3 separate regions of the Mus musculus genome follow, and regions 2 and 3 are each linked to region 1. A link is a contact called in public HiChIP or PLAC-seq and promoter capture Hi-C data. All regions are on one chromosome and are shown on one strand. The core of a region is the stretch at or near the end of the contact, and the rest is flanking DNA. Distances in the headings are between cores, read along the strand shown. Region 1 holds the start of Dctpp1 (dCTP pyrophosphatase 1). Region 2 holds the start of Hsd3b7 (hydroxy-delta-5-steroid dehydrogenase, 3 beta- and steroid delta-isomerase 7). Region 3 holds the start of Nupr1 (nuclear protein transcription regulator 1).

Region 1 (3,932 bases), core at 449-2,948:
CAGTACCCTAAGCTACGTAATGAGTTCCAGGGTTATAAGGTGATAGACTGCCTCAAAAACTCAAACCAACCGAACCAACAAAACAACCCCTCTTCTTGGGTAACTCCATTCCTGTCATGGTCAATGACTGACTCTGTGATTTTTCAGATTGAAAATTCTGAAGAGATTGGATAGCTCCATGGGCTGGGTACAGAACTTGCCTATCATGCTCAAGTCTCTGGGTTCCATCCTGGAACCTTTAAAAATGAAAAAGGGAAGCTGGACGGAGGTGGCTCATGCCTTTAATCCCAGCACTTGTGAGGCAGAGGCAGGTGGATTTCTGAGTTTGAGGCCAGCCTGGTCTACAGAGTGAGTTCCAGGACAGCCAGGGCTACACAGAGAAACCCTGTCTCGAAACAAACAAACAAACAAAAAATTGAGAAAGGGTGTGCAGTGCTGATAGCTGAGCAGTTGAAAACCTTTGTTACCTGCCTGGTGATGGTGGCACACACGTTAATCCTAGCACTCAGGAGACAGAGGCAGGTGGAGCTCTGTGAGTTTGAGGCCAGCCTGGTCTACAGAGTGAGTTCCAGGATAGCCAAGACTATACAGTGAAAGCCTATCACAAACAACTTTGCTCCTCTTATAGAGGGATCAGGGTTTGGTACTTCATAACCACTGATAACTCTAGTTCCAGGGGATTCTACATCTCTGACCTTTGCTAACAACTCATGTGCACACACCCAATGCACATACCTGGACACACGCATATACATAATTTTCTTTGTAATTCTTAAGGTTCTTAAGGAGAAAAAAAAATCTTACGGGTCTGGAAAGATGGCTCTAAGGATAAGACCACTTGTTGCTCTTGCAGAGAACCACAGTTCTAATCCTGGATCCGACATCTTCTTCTGGCTGTCCTGGGCACGGGCACACAAGGGGTCCAAAGACATACATGTAAATATGGAGAGAGAGAGAGAGAGGGAGAGAGAGAGATTGAGAGAGAGAGAGAGAGAGAGAATAAAAACAAGTCTTTTAAAAGAAAACAGGCTTCAAAACCTAGCCAGTGTAAACGAGCTTGGTGTCCTCTTGTGCATTGTGTAAGGCTGTGATAGTGACCCATGGGAAAGAGGTCATACCCTATCTACCTGCTACAAATGTCAGTGTCACGTAAACGCGAAGAGGAGGTATGCCTTCCTCTCCCTGTAGGATTGCTTGCAATCATTGGAATCCACTGGTGTAGGACGCTGAAATGGGTTACAAAGACTGGGTCCTCCCCCTCTCTGGAAGTATGCAGTTTTTCTCATCAATCTCTTTCAAATTGTGTGAAGGCCGTCCACGTGAAATGACCACGCACATGCTGGGTCCTTCACTTGTAGGGTTTTTGCTCTCAGTGGACCCGCCTCCTCCGCGCCTGCCATTTCACTTTGGCGCCATCTGGCGCCCATTAAGCAAGTCACGTCGCATTAGGCTTTCTGTTCTACTGTCTTTCCCAGATTGAATTTGTACCTGTCCCTTTAAGAAGTTTCGCCTGGGCGGAAGAACTCGAGGGCACAGAAGGAGAAAATACACTTGAAACTCCCTTCAGATTGGTTCAGGCCGGAGAAGGGGCGGGCCGTAGCTAAAATTCACGTATATGACTGGGTCCTCCTCCGGCTCCGCCCCGGGAACGCACTGAGAAGCCGTGATTGGTCAGAACTCTGGAGGCGGCTCCGAGCGCGGCGCGGGGTCCGCTCCCGCGCGGGTTGGACTAGTGGGCGGAATGTCCACGGCTGGTGACGGTGAGCGCGGTACTGTGGGACAAGAAGACTCTGCTGCTGCCCGCCCGTTCAGATTCAGTCCGGAGCCCACGCTTGAGGACATGTAAGCAGTCCTTGTCCGTCCTCGGATGGAGAAACTAACCTTTTTGTGGTAATGAGGAGGGTCCCTCCACGTGGTCCAGAAGAACAACACGTCCGAGGCCATCCGGGTCCTCCTGGCTGACCTCTGGAGAACCTAGCTAAATAAACATTATGTGCACAGTGCACACCTGAGGCCGGGGAAATTGGGTGACGCCCCCGGGCATGTTAAGTACCAACCTTTAATACAACCTTGGAGAGATAACAGAGGTCTGTTAGAACCTCTGCACCCCAGGAGAGATGGGTAGTTGGACAGGGGAAGCTGAAGTGTAGAATTCTTTTTTCTTGCAGAATGTCAAGGAAGGCCCCAGTGGGCAGTGTCTCAAAACTGCATCCTGTGAGTTAGTTAGACCTAGATGTGTGGAGATAGGGGCGTTAAGGTGGAGTACCGGAAGAAGTAGCAGTAGGAAAATGGAATAATAAAGGGTGTTGCTTAATTTGGCTTGAGGTTAAAATCTGTACAGGGGCACGTTCATTTCCAGATGATAAGAAAGTCTTAGCCGGGCAGTGGTGGCGAACACCTTTAGTCCCAGCATTTGGGAGGCAGAGGCAGGTGGATTTCTGAGTTTGAGGCCAGCCTGGTCTACAGAGTGAGTTCCAGAACAGCCAGGGCTACACAGAGAAACCCTGTCTTGAACACCACCCCCAACCCCAATGAAAGGCTTGTTAGGGCTGGAGAGATGGCTCAGTGGTTAAAGAGCACTGACTGCTCTTCCAGAGGTCCTGAGTTCATGAGTTCAGTTCCCAGCAACCACATACATGGTGGCTCACAACCATCTGTAATGGGATCTGATGCCCTCTTCTGGCGTGTCTGAGAAGAGTGTCAGTGTACTCACAAACATAAAATAGGTAAATAAATCTTTTTTAAAAAGTCTTGTTAAAAGTTAGTAACATAAGGACATCCAAGATGTTTGACTGTAGGATTCAGAGTCCCATGCCCTTTCTAGATGTATGCCAGGCACCTGCGTCTTGTCCTCTAACCCTGAGACTTGAACCTCCACCCCTTTACTTTATTCCAGCCGACGCCTCCATGCAGAGTTTGCAGCTGAGCGGGACTGGGAGCAGTTCCACCAGCCTCGGAACCTGCTGCTAGCCTTGGTGGGAGAAGTGGGCGAGCTGGCAGAACTCTTGTGAGTAGATGGAGTCTTCCTGGAAGAGGCTGTTTGGGGTTGGGGAAACAATGTATTTTAGCCTCAAAAACTGTGGTTGGTTTTATTTTCCTTACTGCTGTATTCTGTGCTGCTGCTAGGGATACAGAGATGACAGACGAGTCCCAGCCCTGGTGGGTGCTGGGGACAGTTTCCAGGGAGAGTGAAATGTAGAAACAGTGAGGCAGACCTAGGTCTAAGAAGAACAGTTGTCAGCAGGGCTGTGGTGGTGCACGTTTTTAATCCAGTATTCAGAAGGCAGGCAGGTGAATATGTAACTTTGAGGCCAGCCTGCTTTACAGCATGAGTTTTATGACAGCCAGGGGTACACAGAGAGACCCTGTCTCAAAGGAAAAAAGAAGGTATATGGGGACGGGGGTGGTGAACAGTTGTCACCGGCATTTTACCTCTGTGTAAGGCTGAAATAAGGAATTTAAAAGGGTGGCCTGCCAGACAGAGAACTTCCTTTACAAAGGTAGTGCAGGGGCTGCTGAGATGTCTCAGTGCTGATGAGCACTTCCTGCTCTTGCAGAAGAGCTGAGTCAGTTCCCAGCACCCCTGTGCCAGGTCACAACGTCCCATAACTCCAGTTTCAGGGGATCTGACACTCTTTTCTAGCCTTAAAGGTTCCTGCATATGCATAGTATACATGCAAACACGTGCTTACATATGTCTGCAGAATAAATAAATCTGGTTTGTTTTTTTTTTTAATAGTGAGAGAAGGGGCAAGTTAAAATCTGGGAGAATTCAGAATTATCTTTCCCAAGAAAGAGGGAGGATTTTTGTATCTGTTTTTGTTCTCTGTATGCCCTAAGTATCTGGCCCATCATAGGCATGATGTAGAAGATGGAACTGTGGAAGGTAGGGCAAGAGGCAAATCCAGGTTGATAAGACTGGAGTTAGGTGA
Region 2 (3,593 bases), core at 60-2,559, 540 kb before region 1:
TAGGCCCCACCACTTCCATGCTGCTCGTGTAGACCAGGTACTGAGTGCCAGTCTGCACACAAGCATCAATCACATTCTGTGTGCCTATGGAGGAAAGGGACAGACGCAAGCTGTGTCTTCCCGCCTCTCACTCCTTCTGCCCCCCCCCCCCCCCCAGTGTCCAAGGAGAACCGCATCAGGTCAGGACAGGGTTCGACAGCAGTAAATGGACAAGGTTATCAAAAAGGACAGGCCCTCCCATAAAAATCACTGGTCAGAGGCAGGCCACACACTAGGGGCCAACAGGTAGGTAGCAGCTCACCCTGCACGTTGACTTTGTGGATGGTCTTTGGACTGGCCTTCCCAAACACATCCACCAACCCAGCTGTATGGATGACCACATGTGATCCAGACATGGCTGCTGCCACCTCATGGGCCTGAGTCACATCCCCCTGGATGGCAGTCACCTGCACAGGCCCTGGTGGAGACCCGAGGCAGTGTCAGAGCTGGGGCCTTAGCCAGCTGCTGAGTTTGGCCTGTCCACACCCTGGAAGCCACATGAACCAATGACTCACCCGGCCCCTCTGTCTGGTGGAGAACAAACAGGAATCATCTTTTCCATAAGCTGAGGTATCCCAGTCTGGGAAGGGATGGGGCCTCCCTACCTCCTGCTACTGCCCCACTCCAGTCACCTGCTTTCAGCTCCTCCAGCCAAGAACTCAGGTGCAGGTCAAAGACACGCAGCTCCCGGAGCCTGGGCTCCCGTTCCAGCAGCATCCGAACAATATGTTCCCCCAGGAAGCCGCAGCCACCTGTGACCAGGTATACCAGTGTTGGCACCTGTGCAGAGTCTGCCATGCCCAGCTGTGGGAAGAGAATTTAGCTCACTAGAATTGCCTGGTAGCACCTGCTCCAACCATGTGTTCTTCATAGAAGGGATCATTAGGTGGGAGCAGTGTGGGTGGAGAGGCTGAGTAGCAGGGGTGGGTTGCAGTTTTCTGTGCCTGTAGCACTAAGGCTCCCTGCCCTCTGACCCTAACTGCTGAGTCACTAGAATTGGATGCAGAATGGGAGGGATTGAGGCGGGTGGGGGGAAAAAAAAAAAAAAAAAAAAAGACTAGATTACTAAAGGACAGGCAGAGAAAGCAAGGAGTTGAATAGGGAGGTTGGAAGGGCGCAGGCTAAAAGGCAGGCCAGCTGGGCCTCAGTATCAGCTCTGCCTACCTGTAGTAAGTCCCAGGGCGCACAAACTGGCCACTGGAGGAGGTTGTGTCCTGGACTGGTGGACCAGCTAGATGTACATAGGCTTCCTTCCTTCCGCTCGCTCCTCCCTCCTGACCCATTCCAGGAAGGAGACCAGCCTAGCCTCCACCCCTAGGGGCGGGCAAGGGGGTTTGGAGGGAATTTTCTTGCCAGAGTGCCCCCTGGTGGCCAGTCCACTCTTCAGTGGCAGGCAAAGGACAGAACCTGCCCATTTGGTAGTGTATTTCAGGATAATAGGGTAGGGAAGGGATGCCCCCATCACTGATATGTTTGTCCCTCCTGCTGGGTCTCCCAGTAGGCTGAAGGCCCAGCACCAGCTATGGTTCTGGGAGGGAGAGCAGGGTAAACCTGATCTTGACATAATTCTGGCTAGCATCCATAGTGAGACAGATCTGGCATGTTTGTTGTATCTAGGTGGTTGGTCCAAAGCAGCACTGCGGTCTGCAGGTTGATTCACCCCAAACTCAAAGCCACCCATTCCCCCTCTCTCCTGCTTCACCCACTGTGGCAACTTGCATCCCAGTCTGCTCTTCCCAAAGATACTGACCAAGCATTTTTGTACAATAAAGTTTAATCACAATTATAAAAATGTGGTGTTGGGTTTCACTATTAACATTATGTACAATCCAGCCCAACAAGAAGGGCCTGCCCCCCACCATCCTGGCCCACTGAGCCAGAGCCCTGAGACACCAGGGTGGGAGGGTGACCCACAGGGTCTGGCAGGAACAGATGAGGCAGGGTTCCAGGCACAGAGTTCCCAGGACTAGGGGCCAAAGGCCCCCCCAGGGGGAGAACATGGCCACTGCCCCAGAGACCCCTAAACTGGGGCGGGGTGCACATAGGGCAGAAGGGGAAGTCCCCATTAACATGAAGCAAAGGGCTATGCAGCCCCCAAGAATAGCATCTATACAGGCTGGTACCCCAGGTTTCCACAGGAAACAGCTGCTGGCAGCTACAAAACATTTACAGCTTCTTCTTCGCAAAGAAAAAAAAATTAAGAGGGTGTTTGGGCATGGGGCATAGGGGAGGCAGCAGATGCCTCAAAGGACTGAGGCTCCCTTGTTGGCCTCAGTGCTCCCTATCCCACGTGAAGGTGGGGGCAGTGGGCCCTGCTGAGCCCAATAAGGCTGGGGTGCTGGGAGCTTAGGGCACCAAGGGGGAATAAATAGGGGTGAGGGCACCGGTCCTGCCCCACCTCAGTTGAGGGAGCCACGGCAACTTTCAGTGCCGCACAGACACGGAATCTTGTTGTCTTCTAGTGGGAACTTGTAGTCGTAGGTGATCTCCTCATCCACGCCGATGGGCTGCTTCGAGTAGATGACAATCTTTTTCTGAGACTCAATGGTGATCACCTTCGCATAGCAGTTGGGCTGCAGGAGGTGGGAGTGTAAGCCACAGCCCCACCTCACCCCTGCCCAGCCCAGCCCCGGCCCAGCCCTGAGCGCACCGTGCAGCAGTGGTTGATGAACCTGGCGAGGTTGCCACACTTGGTGGCATCAATGATGGTGTCGTGATCCACCCGGAAAAGGTAGCTGCTGCCAATGCCCTCCTGCACGTAGCGCTTTTCCCGCATGTCCGCTACCATCTGTGAGAGTAAGACACGCCCTAAGACTTCAGCCACTGCATGGACTAGACTTGCTCCCCTCTGGCCAAGCCACCAGTTCCTGGGCCCATGTTGACTGGGTCGGCATCTGAGTGTACCTGCTCCCACCCATTCTGATCCAAAGTCAGCAGAAGGGGACTCTGGGGAAACCAGCACTGGCTCTTCTGAGAACCTGTGTGGCCATAGTGGATGGAGTCCATAACATGCTGTGGGCCCGGGGCAGCTTCCGAAATGACAGTGGCCATGCCTTGAATTGAAGCCTTTCCTAGGACTAGCCTTCATACACAGGCACCTACTGGGCAGCTGGTGAGAGCAGATGGCAGATGGTCTGTGCCAGGACAAAGGCCTTGTGCTGCAAGGGGCAGCTATTCCCAGGAAATAGGTAATGCAATTGCCACTCTCACTAGGTGACCTCCCCCTTTGCAGAGTTCTAACCACCAGCTCTGCAGTGAGGACTCCTTCCAGGCGTCACTCTCCAGCCAAATCTACCTCCATAAGAGAGTGGGATGCCATTCCTACATCCCTAGGATCCTGAGCCTCACGTCTGTACTGAACAAATCTTGACCACACTCTGTCCCTTCTGCCCAAGCACATTCCTAGAAGCTAACGGCGAAGGCCTGAGAAAGGACTCAGCACCGTGTTTTCACCCTTCATAGCTTGGCTACCTGGCTGTCAATTACTTTGAACCCACAGGCTAGACTCCTGTCACCTCTGCTGACATTATCTTATCCATACTTTGGATCTGCCA
Region 3 (3,826 bases), core at 1,282-3,781, 640 kb after region 1:
TGCGCCTGCCCAGGTTCAAGCCACATGGGGTCACAGCACTGAGAGGGGAAAGTGGACATGGACTCCCACCCCTAACCAAATTGACACCTGCTTACAAAGGAAAACTTAGTTTCCTCCAATAGAGTCTCACTGGCTGCATTAACCCCAGGTAAGGGTCAGCCCCATGGCCAGCAGGAGATGCCAACACAACAGTACTTTTATCGGCTTTCTTTTCTCACGGTGTTTTCATCAGACATGTTTTGGTCTTATTGGTCCTTTGTTTACATATTATAGTTTCTGATTTTGTGTTTTTATGGATTTGTGTGTGTGTGTGTTTTGTTAGGACTCAACCCCTGGACAAATGGCTAACTGAAGTGCCTATTAACATATCAGGGCAGATGCTGTCAGCCTGCCTCTCTCAGCATTGCCAGCACCTATTACGGAGCTGTCCTGGCTGGTATACCCCACATGCTACCCTAAACTCTCCCTTCCCACAGTTTCTCTGATTCCTAAATAAGATGACTATGCTAGTATCTTTGCCTTTTTATTACCTCTTGGTCTCTGGGTTCTCAGGTTTTTTTGTTTTTTTGTTTGTTTGTTTTTTGCCTCTTGGCCACTTGGTCCAAGGTTCCTCTGTCGACCCTCCTCTCTTCTCTTCCCCCTGTCTCTTTCTCTCTCTGTCTCCCACAGGCCCTGTTAAGTCTGCTGGCCATGTTCACTCTGGACTCTTGCAGATAGCTCTGCTTGTGCTCTCCCTCATGTCTACACTAAACCTTCTCCACCATACCCAGGAGCCGCATGGCCTCTGCTTTTTAATTTTTTCATTCATATTTCTGACGACGACGACGGTGACAATGATGATTCACCTGTTCGTTTCCTATAGAGTAAAATTTGGGGGCATGGGGAGGGTCTGGGAGGAGTTGGAGAAAAGAAACCTTGATCAGAATACATTGTATGAAAACTTTTTTTAAAATAAAAAAAAAGTAGAAAATTTCATTTCACATGCTTTTTATTTGAACTTAAAATTCATACTAATTCTTATCAAACAACCCAAGGGAAGCTAGTATGGACTGAAAAAGCTTACTATTAGTTCACACTTGATTCATACTGGCTGGGTGTGGTGATGCACACCTTTAAACCTGGCACTCAGGAGTCAAAGGCAGGTTGATCTCTGAGTTCAACACTAGACTCAAATCTGGCCTACAGAGCAAGTTCTTAGCCAGCCACAGCTAAAACAGTGAGACTGCCTAAAAAACAAGGCAGGGGGTATCAAAGCACAAATACCTGTTTATTTCATTCTGCCCTCAATATATTATTTAAATTTTAGAAGTCACACGTATTTATTGTGTGTGTACATGGATAGGAATGTGAGGGTCAGAGGACAATTTATGGGACATTTTTCTCTCCCATACTGTATGGGTCCTGGAAACCGATAAACTCAGGTTGTCAGGCTTGGTGGCAAGTACTTTACCCATTGAGTCATCTTGCCAACACACAATATTTTATTTTAAATTCCTTTTCTCCACCCTTTTTTTTTTTGAGGGGGGAGGGTCAAGGCAAGGGCACTGTATGGGAACCCATGGGAAGTTGTGACTAATCCTTACACTGTTCCCGCTTGTGAAGGTTTTCCAGGCCTCATGAGTCTGCAACCTCTCACCAACAGAGCCAGATAGAGTTATCCTCTGTTAAAGGGGGAACCTGAAGCAATCAGAGAGGGAAAGTGACGTGTCCAAGGTCACACAGCAGGAAACACTGGATCTGAGCTGACTTGTGATCCCAGCATTTAGGATGAGGAGGCCAGAGAATTGCAAGTTCAAGGGCTAACCTGGGCTCCATAGAAGGATTCTGTCAGAAAGAAAGGTAGAGGGAGGTGGATCAGGAATCAGAGTGTGGAATCCAGGGTATTTGCTGTCTCTACCAGCTAGCTATCCTCCATCTTGCATGAGGAAGAAGTCCCTGGGGACTCTGTTGAAGGGGACTTTTCACAAAAATAGAAGCCTTGGGTGTGACAGGAACTGCTGACCAAGCAAGAAGTGGGTCAGTGTCCCTCCTCCCTCCCTTTTCAGTATGTATGCTGCCACTACCTCCTGAATCTGAACCAGACTACAGTGTGTGTGTGTGTGTGTGTGTGTGTGTGTGTGTGTGTGTCTGTCTGTCTGTCTGTCTGTCTGTCTAACTATGACCCAGGCCCAGGAGGGGCTTGTGGCAGAGGCTGAAATGATAGGAAGGACTGGCCTATCTGAGGCCCTCTGCTCTCCCTGGCCAATATCCCAAAGACTGTGCCCAGATCCTGTCTGCTTCCTCCGCCCCTGAGGCGAGAGCTTTCCACGTGGAAAAACACAGCTGTGCTTGGGTGAGTCCTGTGAGGGAGGAGGGAGGGGAGGGTGCTCCTCTCTGCTCAGGACTGCTGTCTATGGGCCCAGTTCTGGGAAAGGGCCAGATTGCATCAGACAGGGCTTGGAGGGCGGGGGCCAACCCCGTGGTTTAGGGAGGAGACAGCGTTATAAGTAGGGTGAGAAACTGGGAGAGGGCAGACATTCAGACAAGGAGACACAGGCAAGACTTTGGAGAGAGCAGACTAGGCATAATGGCCACCTTGCCACCAACAGCCAACCCTTCCCAGCAACCTCTAAACCTAGAGGATGAAGATGGAATCCTGGATGAATATGATCAGTACAGCCTGGCCCATCCCTGTGTCGGTAAGGTTTTCGTGGTAGCTCCTTGGTCAGCCCATCTGCTTCTCACTGGGTACCCCGGTTTACCTTTCCTAGCTAATCTATTCCCAACTCCCAAGTAACCCCTTCTAGTCTCATCTACTGAGTTCTGTCTCCCTTAGCCCCAAGAACTCACAAGTGAGCATCTCTCATTCTATACTTGAGTAAACAGCAAGGATAGAGTGCTTCAGACGTGAAGACGTGACCGCCCCACTCTGGCCATTTATATGCCTGTCCTAACCTCACACACCTCCTCTACCTCCTGCTCCACCAGTCGGGGGAGGTCGGAAAGGTCGGACCAAGAGAGAAGCTGCTGCCAATACCAACCGCCCTAGCCCTGGCGGGCATGAGAGGAAGCTGCTGACCAAGTTCCAGAACTCTGAAAGGAAAAAAGCCTGGCGCTGAGACGGAGCTGGAGGTGAGTCGGGAGAGCCGGGCCTAAGTGTGCCGAGCGGGAAGCGGGGAGCCAAAAGCTGGTCCTGGTGAGATGGCGCTGCAGGTAGAGGCTCTTGCAGGCAAGCAGGACAACCTGTGCTTGATCTCTGGGACTCGAGTGATGAAAGGGGAGAGAACCAACTGCAAGCTGTGTTCCCAGGGAGCCCTGCAGATAGATGTCCAGGCAGGGAAGTGATAAGAATGAAAACCCCATTCAGACCGAATTCCATCAGCTTGGATCAGATTTCAGGGCATCTAACGCCAGGCGGTTCACTGTCAGCATATTTAAAACACAGTACAATTTGGGAAGAGGTTTCTAGGCAACAGTCAGGTCCATCAGTTCAATTCCAGGAGCACAATAAAGCTTGAGGTGTGACTACACTGAAACTCCATGAGGGTGGGTTCTAGAGCTAAAGGCCTAGAATCTAGAGTGGTCTCTGACCAATAGCATGGAGGTCATCAGGCAGATGTGACATCTCTCCTAAGAGTGGGTAATGGTCTAGGGAGGGGAGAGTCTGGGATTATCATTCTGGAGAACTTGAGTGAGGTCGGCTTCTATAGCAAAAGCTGGGGAGGTCTGACTCCACACAGAGCCAAAAGCTCACCAGGTTGTTAACAAAATCCACTCTCAGATTTCTGAGTGGAATGCAGGTATTTGACTTTATCTCCTGCATTGAGGAGACACACGGCATGATTAA

What was found. Promoter capture Hi-C pulls out the DNA fragments that hold promoters and counts their contacts. HiChIP or PLAC-seq counts read pairs in DNA pulled down with a chosen protein or histone mark.
Region 2: an RNA polymerase II HiChIP or PLAC-seq map of embryonic stem cells shows a contact between it and region 1, with 8 read pairs. The contact joins the promoter of Hsd3b7 here to the promoter of Dctpp1 in region 1. A contact is called at or near these places in 3 of 39 promoter capture datasets (liver and pre-B cells), 1 of 484 Hi-C or Micro-C datasets (liver) and 5 of 115 datasets of contacts at active chromatin or transcription factors (bone marrow-derived macrophages, craniofacial prominence, embryonic stem cells and 2 more).
Region 3: a promoter capture Hi-C map of liver shows a contact between it and region 1, with 2.7 times the contacts expected there. The contact joins the promoter of Nupr1 here to the promoter of Dctpp1 in region 1. A contact is called at or near these places in 1 of 39 promoter capture datasets (liver) and 1 of 115 datasets of contacts at active chromatin or transcription factors (pancreatic cancer cells).

Annotation. Positions count from the first base shown.
Region 1 is chr7:127,258,433-127,262,364 of GRCm38.p6, reverse strand. Dctpp1 (dCTP pyrophosphatase 1) reads left to right here and starts at 1,698. Exons shown (of 3, transcript NM_023203.1): 1 at 1,698-1,842; 2 at 2,897-3,007. The coding sequence starts at 1,742.
Region 2 is chr7:127,798,325-127,801,917 of GRCm38.p6, reverse strand. It overlaps Hsd3b7 (hydroxy-delta-5-steroid dehydrogenase, 3 beta- and steroid delta-isomerase 7), which reads right to left and starts at 1,309. Exons shown (of 7, transcript NM_133943.2): 1 at 1,204-1,309; 2 at 672-843; 3 at 302-457; 4 at 1-84. The coding sequence starts at 837. It overlaps Setd1a (SET domain containing 1A), which reads right to left. Exons shown (of 19, transcript NM_178029.3): 18 at 2,690-2,827; 19 at 1,796-2,612. The coding sequence ends at 2,439.
Region 3 is chr7:126,624,175-126,628,000 of GRCm38.p6, reverse strand. Nupr1 (nuclear protein transcription regulator 1) reads left to right here and starts at 2,531. Exons shown (of 3, transcript NM_019738.1): 1 at 2,531-2,678; 2 at 2,968-3,111. The coding sequence starts at 2,567. The coding sequence ends at 3,098. The region is part of intron 1 of Gm39087 (a long non-coding RNA gene); the gene reads right to left.